Regions from separate parts of the Mus musculus genome. Here region 2 is linked to region 1. The links are chromatin contacts, called in public promoter capture Hi-C maps. All regions are on one chromosome and are shown on one strand. Each heading gives the region's core, a stretch centred on a gene start, on an enhancer-like site or on the middle of the called end of the contact. The rest is flanking DNA. Distances are from core to core; before and after follow the strand shown. Region 1 holds the start of Itsn2 (intersectin 2). Region 2 overlaps Atad2b (ATPase family, AAA domain containing 2B).

Region 1 (2,664 bases), core at 95-2,594:
ACACCAAAATGCAAGCCAAGGGCTAATTGAAGAGTTAAGAAAACACCGTGAGAGCAAGAAAACCCTGTTTATCACCATCAATGTTTGCTAAATTCCTCCTAAGAGTTGGTTGTCCAGTTCAGTTGGCCCTGAGCATCTCCGCAATCTCTTTCAAGTCAGACTTTCTATCTGCATCAGCCCCAACAGGGGTCAGTGAAGCCTGGGGTCATCTGATCTACACATATCTCTCACATTTCAATTGAAATCATAGGGATACTAATGTTTGAAAACATCCATTTATTTATGGGATTTTTAAAAAACAATTTTTATATAGCCTAGACTGACCTCAAATTCACAATCCTTCTCAGCAGTCAGACTGATGCGACTCGTTCTCTGTGTGCAGGGGTTACAGGCACGCACCAGTTTACGTTATGAGTTTTGCATCTCAGTACACTTCCTTCCATGGAAACCTTACACTCCCATTTTGCCCATTAGGGACCATCATTTCCTCATCCTCAACCTTAAGAAAGCTTTTTTTTTGTCCAGGGGGTGCTGTTGCCTCTGTCAAACAGCAGATAAAGAATGGTGATTTGAGTGAGGAAACCACAGAATAGAAATAAGTTCTAAGTATGAGTTTCTCCTATTAGATGGGTAAGGATGTTTAGCTTCTGCAAGCAGAAAAGTCCGGGACGGTCTTCCTGTCTGTCATGAGCTTGCTCTTGTGTGTGAACAGAGGGATGCTTTTTCTCAGTCTCTGTCTCTGTCTCTGTCTCTGTGTCTCTGTCTCTCTCTCTTTCTCTCTCTCTCTCTCTCTCTCTGTGTGTGTGTGTGTGTGTGTGATGGTGAATGGACAGCTAACTCTTGGGTGTGGTAAAATCCTTTAAGGAGAGTCCTTGAGAAGGATCTGCAGCAAAGGTGGAGGCAACTCCTTTGCACCTCTAACTTCCCCATTCTCAGGAAAGGCTTGCTCACATGTTAACGAAGAGACCTTCAGTGAATAAGAAGGTTCCAGCTTGAGAGACAGCAAGCTCCATGTGTGGTCCAACGGGGATGTCCTGGACATCTCTTGGCCCTTTCCAAAACCTTAGGGTCCTGTGGCAGGAAATGTCCCACCCAGTCCCCGGCAAGTCACCTCGAAGAGGAGGAGCCAGGTGGGGGGTCTTGGCAGCTCCTGGAAGGGCTGTCAGCCGCGGAGCTTCGGGACCTGGCGGGAGGAGAAGCATTTCGGCCCACGCCTTCCACGGTTCCGGGGGCGAGGAGGAGCGCCACGCAGTGTCACGCTCCCCACGGTGAGGAGTAGGTGTCCCGCGGCTAGGCGGGCGGGCCGTCACTGCCCGCCCGTCGCTCGCCTCCCCGCCCCCCGGCTTCCTGCGGAGGCCGCGGCCGCCATGTTGTTGTGGGGCTGAGGCGGCGCCGGCTGAGAGCCCAGCAGCCGTGACAGGCTGCGCAACAGGTTCGCTGCGGCCGGCCTGACGACTGACCCGGCGGCGGCGGCCGCGGCACGGCAGGGTCTTCCCGGAGCTTGGCCGCGCCCACGCGCCGGTGTCGAGGAGCGCGCGGGGTCGCGCCGGGACGTGCGCGAGGCGCCAGGTGGGTGAAGCCGCCCGTCGGCGCGGCCGAGGGGCGCGGGGCAGGTGCGGCCGCCGCCGCCCCCGGGGTTCCACGGGCCGGGCAGAGGGGGCTGCGCGCCGCGCACCGCCGGGTTCAGTCCTCGGAAGCGCGTGCGGCCCCCGCCCTAGGCCCCGGCCGAGGACGGCCGTGCCGGGCGGAAACCTCCGGCCCCGGGGTTCCTGCCTCCGCCGCGGGGCGGGCGGGCCGCTCCTCTCAGAGGCCGGGAAGCCCGGGCCCCTTGCCGCGGCCTCGCTTGGCAGGTGACGGCCTCCGCCTATCGCTGGTGGCGACCGGGTTCCGGGCTTTCCTTAGGGGCATCTGGGCTGGGTGCGCGTTGCCTTGGGGACCTATTTTATTTTGGCTTAGTTGACTTTTCTTTTCTTTCTTTCTTCCTTTCTTTTCTTTTTCCTCCTTGGTCAGGGTTGCTGCAGAGTGTCAGGTGAGCCGCATCCCGGTGCGTCAAAGTAGCCGGAGTCACGAGAGGACAGTGGGCGGATGCTTGGCGTCCACTGCTCGCGTTATAACAGCTAAAGTTGAGAACTGTTAAGCGCTGACTTCTGCATTATGCATTTCTAGGGTATATATAGGAAGCACAGCGAGGAGTCTCTGTAGCCAAAGTTCACTGCTTATTTAAGGGAGAAGAGGCACCTACAAGTGCATAGTGAGTAGGTAAACCGAGGCTGCAAGTTTCATTCTGCTGAAAGACACTGTTTGCAGGTATTGGTCATGCTCTGTGTTATTCAGTGATTGTCCGTGGCAAATACACTCATTTGAAACTTGCATTCATAACGAACAGGAACATTTTGGATAGACCCAGCTACTTTACAATAGGAATTCAAGTTGACACAGAAATTACTGCCGTACTCCGTGCTTCTTGTCTGTTTCACGGCGTTTCCTACTTCCTCAGGGGACGCAAGGTGTCACTTGGAATTTTGTGTTGTTAGCTTAGTTTAGGTAGTACAGACTGGAGGCCAAACTAGGTGCTTAAGCCTTTGAGAAATTGCTAACTTCCCTTTCACGGTTTGCTGTATTGTCATCCAGTGCTAAAACCTAAAAGCAATCTAGAAACATGGC
Region 2 (2,664 bases), core at 82-2,581, 340 kb after region 1:
GAGGCCCATTGGTTGTGCAAACTTTATCTGTCTCAGTACAGGGGAACGCCAGGGGCAAGAAGTGGGAGTGGGTGGGTGGGGGAGTGGGTGGGGGAGCGGATGGGGGACTTTTGGGATAGCATTGGAAATGTAAATGAAATACCCAATTTAAATAAATAAATAAATAAATAAATAAATAAATAAATAAATAAAGCAAAAACTATCATCCAGAGAATTCTGTCGGAAGAGGTGCATCTACGTGATTGCAGATTGTTTCTGTTTTTCTGTACCTTCTGGCCACTTGTCACTTGCATGTCTTTGTGTGCTTGGACATGATTTTATAACGATTGTTTAGAAACAGTGTAAGGAAGCACTGCTTTTGGGATGTTTGAGGGACATTCAGGACATCTTCTATGCCTGCAGTTTCAGGACTTGGTAGACAACGGCTGTTCCAAGTAAATAAAGAGCAATCCAGTTTGGTTTTCTGCAATCACGGTAACTGCTACCTCTGTGCATTTTTTTAAAAACAAATAAAAGGGGGAAAAAAGGAGCAGCTGCATTTTTTATTGAGCTTTGTAATGAGTCCTGGAATATGCTAGTTGTTCCCCACCCCCTTAAAAGGTAGACTAAAAGGTGGTCTTACTAAGGAAATTGGAAAAGACTGTTCATACCTATAGACTATTTGATCTAACTGTGGAACCTTTGTCTCTACTAATAATTATTTTGTCTCTTTTAATTATTTCTGGTTTTTAATTTTTCTGAGAATTTTTTGCTATTATAAATATTTATATCAGTGTTGTGACTCTATCAACCCAATGAATTGTATTGATTTCAAGTATGTCATTTTTACTCCTTCTCTTAATGTCATCTGTCCATACTAGATTTTCAATAAGTGTTTGCTAATTGAATTTATTTTTTTAGTCTAAGATATTTTCCTACTCTTGGATTGTAATTACTCTGACAGATTGCTAAATGGCTGTGGGTAGATTGCGTAATCTCTCTGAAATATCTTTGTCATGAAACTAGTAACACCTACCCTCAAAGGGTTAGGTCATAATTAGCTAGCAAAGTGCTTTGAAGATGAAAAGCTAAGGTTGAGTATTATGACCAGCCTATTAAAGGTAAATTGTCAGTATCAGGTTTGTAGATAAAAGCTTTCCCAAACCTTGAAGATAATTAAATGGTGTTAAAATAATTATTTTCTACCTGTTTAGATCTGGTTATTTGTATTACTTAAATCCTTAGATTCTTTTGTAAGGAGGAACCTTTTTGTAGTGTTTATGCTGAGGTCTGGTCTTTAGTATGTCCATGTCGAAACCCTCTCATGGAAAAAAAAGTGAAAATGTAGGTCTAGTGCGTAAGTTGGGGTACTGCACCCCAGATGATACCCTCAAACTTGCATATTGAGAATCAGTTGAAGGCCTTATTAGATCCCTCCACCTCCAGAGATTCTAGTTGAGCAGGTTATAGTCTATGATGACTAATGTAGGTAGGCTCTGATGCAGTTGGTATTTGGACAACAGTTTGAAAGAAGCTTTTGTTTTGTTTTGTTTCTCTGTGTAGCCCAGAAATTACTCTGTAGTTCAGGCTGGCCTCCAACTCAGAGATACTAAGGTTCTGAGTTAACTAGCTAGTCCAAGATCACCTGGCTATTAACTTACAAAAGAAAAAAAGAAAACCACCTAGGAGCTAGCTGGTAATGATAGTAACTATCTTTCATTCACCACTGGGGAGGCAGGAGCAGGTAGGTCTCTCTGAATTTGAGGCCAACCTAGTACCAGGCCAACCAGTTACATGGTGAAATGTTACCTCCAAAACAAACAACAAAAACAAAAATAAAAACAAAAAGAGGGCTGGTGAGATGGCTCAGTGGGTAAGAGCACCCGACTGCTCTTCTGAGGGTAGGAAGTTCAAATCCCAGCAACCACATGGTGGCTCACAACCATCCTTAAGGAGATCTGACTCCCTCTTCTGGAGTGTCTGAAGACAGCTACCGTGTACTTACATATAATAAAAATAAATAAATCTTTAAAAAAATGTTTAAAAAAACAAACAAAAAAAAAAAAGGATACTGCCTGCCTCTGCCTCCTGAGTGCTGGGAATAAAGGCATATATTACCATGTCTAGCAAAACTTTTTTTTTTTTTGTAAAGAATCTTTATTTTCTTTTTTCTATTTCTTTTTATTTTTTATTCTTTCATACAATACATCCCTACTCTGCCGCTTCCCCTGCTTCTCTGCCTCCAGGGTGTTGGGATTAAAGGTCATCATGGCCTAGAACTTCTTAATTGTGGAACTAGAAGGGCTCCTAAAAGCTTGATATTTAGAAAATTATATGGACAGATTACGTAAAAATTGTATCCTTCAAAAATTTACTTTTTTTTTGTTATGTTTAATTCCTTAGAACATAGTACTTGTCTTCAGAATTTTGTTTGCAACAGATCAGTACTTGCAGAAAAAGAACTTGGTCAAATAAGCTTGTGAAATTATGATATATAAATTAGGAAGGTACAGTAGTTTAGGTTAGAGCCTTTTCAGGAAGATTTAATGTAAAAAAGAGTCTTAAATGGTGAGTGATAGGATTTGATTAGAAGGAATAATGCTGGCAGGATGTGAGTCCCAGCACTTGGGAGGCAGAGGCAGGCAGCTCTCTGAGTTTGAGGTCAGCCTAGTCTACAGAGAGTTC

The links. Promoter capture Hi-C pulls out the DNA fragments that hold promoters and counts their contacts.
Region 2: a promoter capture Hi-C map of neutrophils shows a contact between it and region 1, with 2.5 times the contacts expected there. The contact joins the enhancer-like site here to the promoter of Itsn2 in region 1. A contact is called at or near these places in 6 of 39 promoter capture datasets (the 3T3-L1 cell line, the C10 cell line, liver and 1 more), 1 of 484 Hi-C or Micro-C datasets (the G1E-ER4 cell line), 2 of 115 datasets of contacts at active chromatin or transcription factors (the SCID.adh cell line and expanded potential stem cells) and 2 of 9 other capture datasets (adipose tissue and liver).

Annotation. Positions count from the first base shown.
Region 1 is chr12:4,591,664-4,594,327 of GRCm38.p6, forward strand. It overlaps Itsn2 (intersectin 2), which reads left to right and starts at 1,345. Exons shown (of 40, transcript NM_001198968.2): 1 at 1,345-1,569. It overlaps Gm3625 (predicted gene 3625), which reads right to left and starts at 2,068. Exons shown (of 1, transcript NR_169069.1): 1 at 1-2,068.
Region 2 is chr12:4,930,025-4,932,688 of GRCm38.p6, forward strand. All of the region lies in intron 1 of Atad2b (ATPase family, AAA domain containing 2B), which reads left to right. Among named protein-coding and RNA genes, the nearest start is that of Atad2b, 14 kb to the left of the region's middle. Within about 2 kb of position 1,332, at least 15 of the 459 cell types and tissues checked have an H3K27ac peak or open chromatin away from gene starts, as enhancers often do. A contact at or near this core is called in neutrophils, where this site is marked.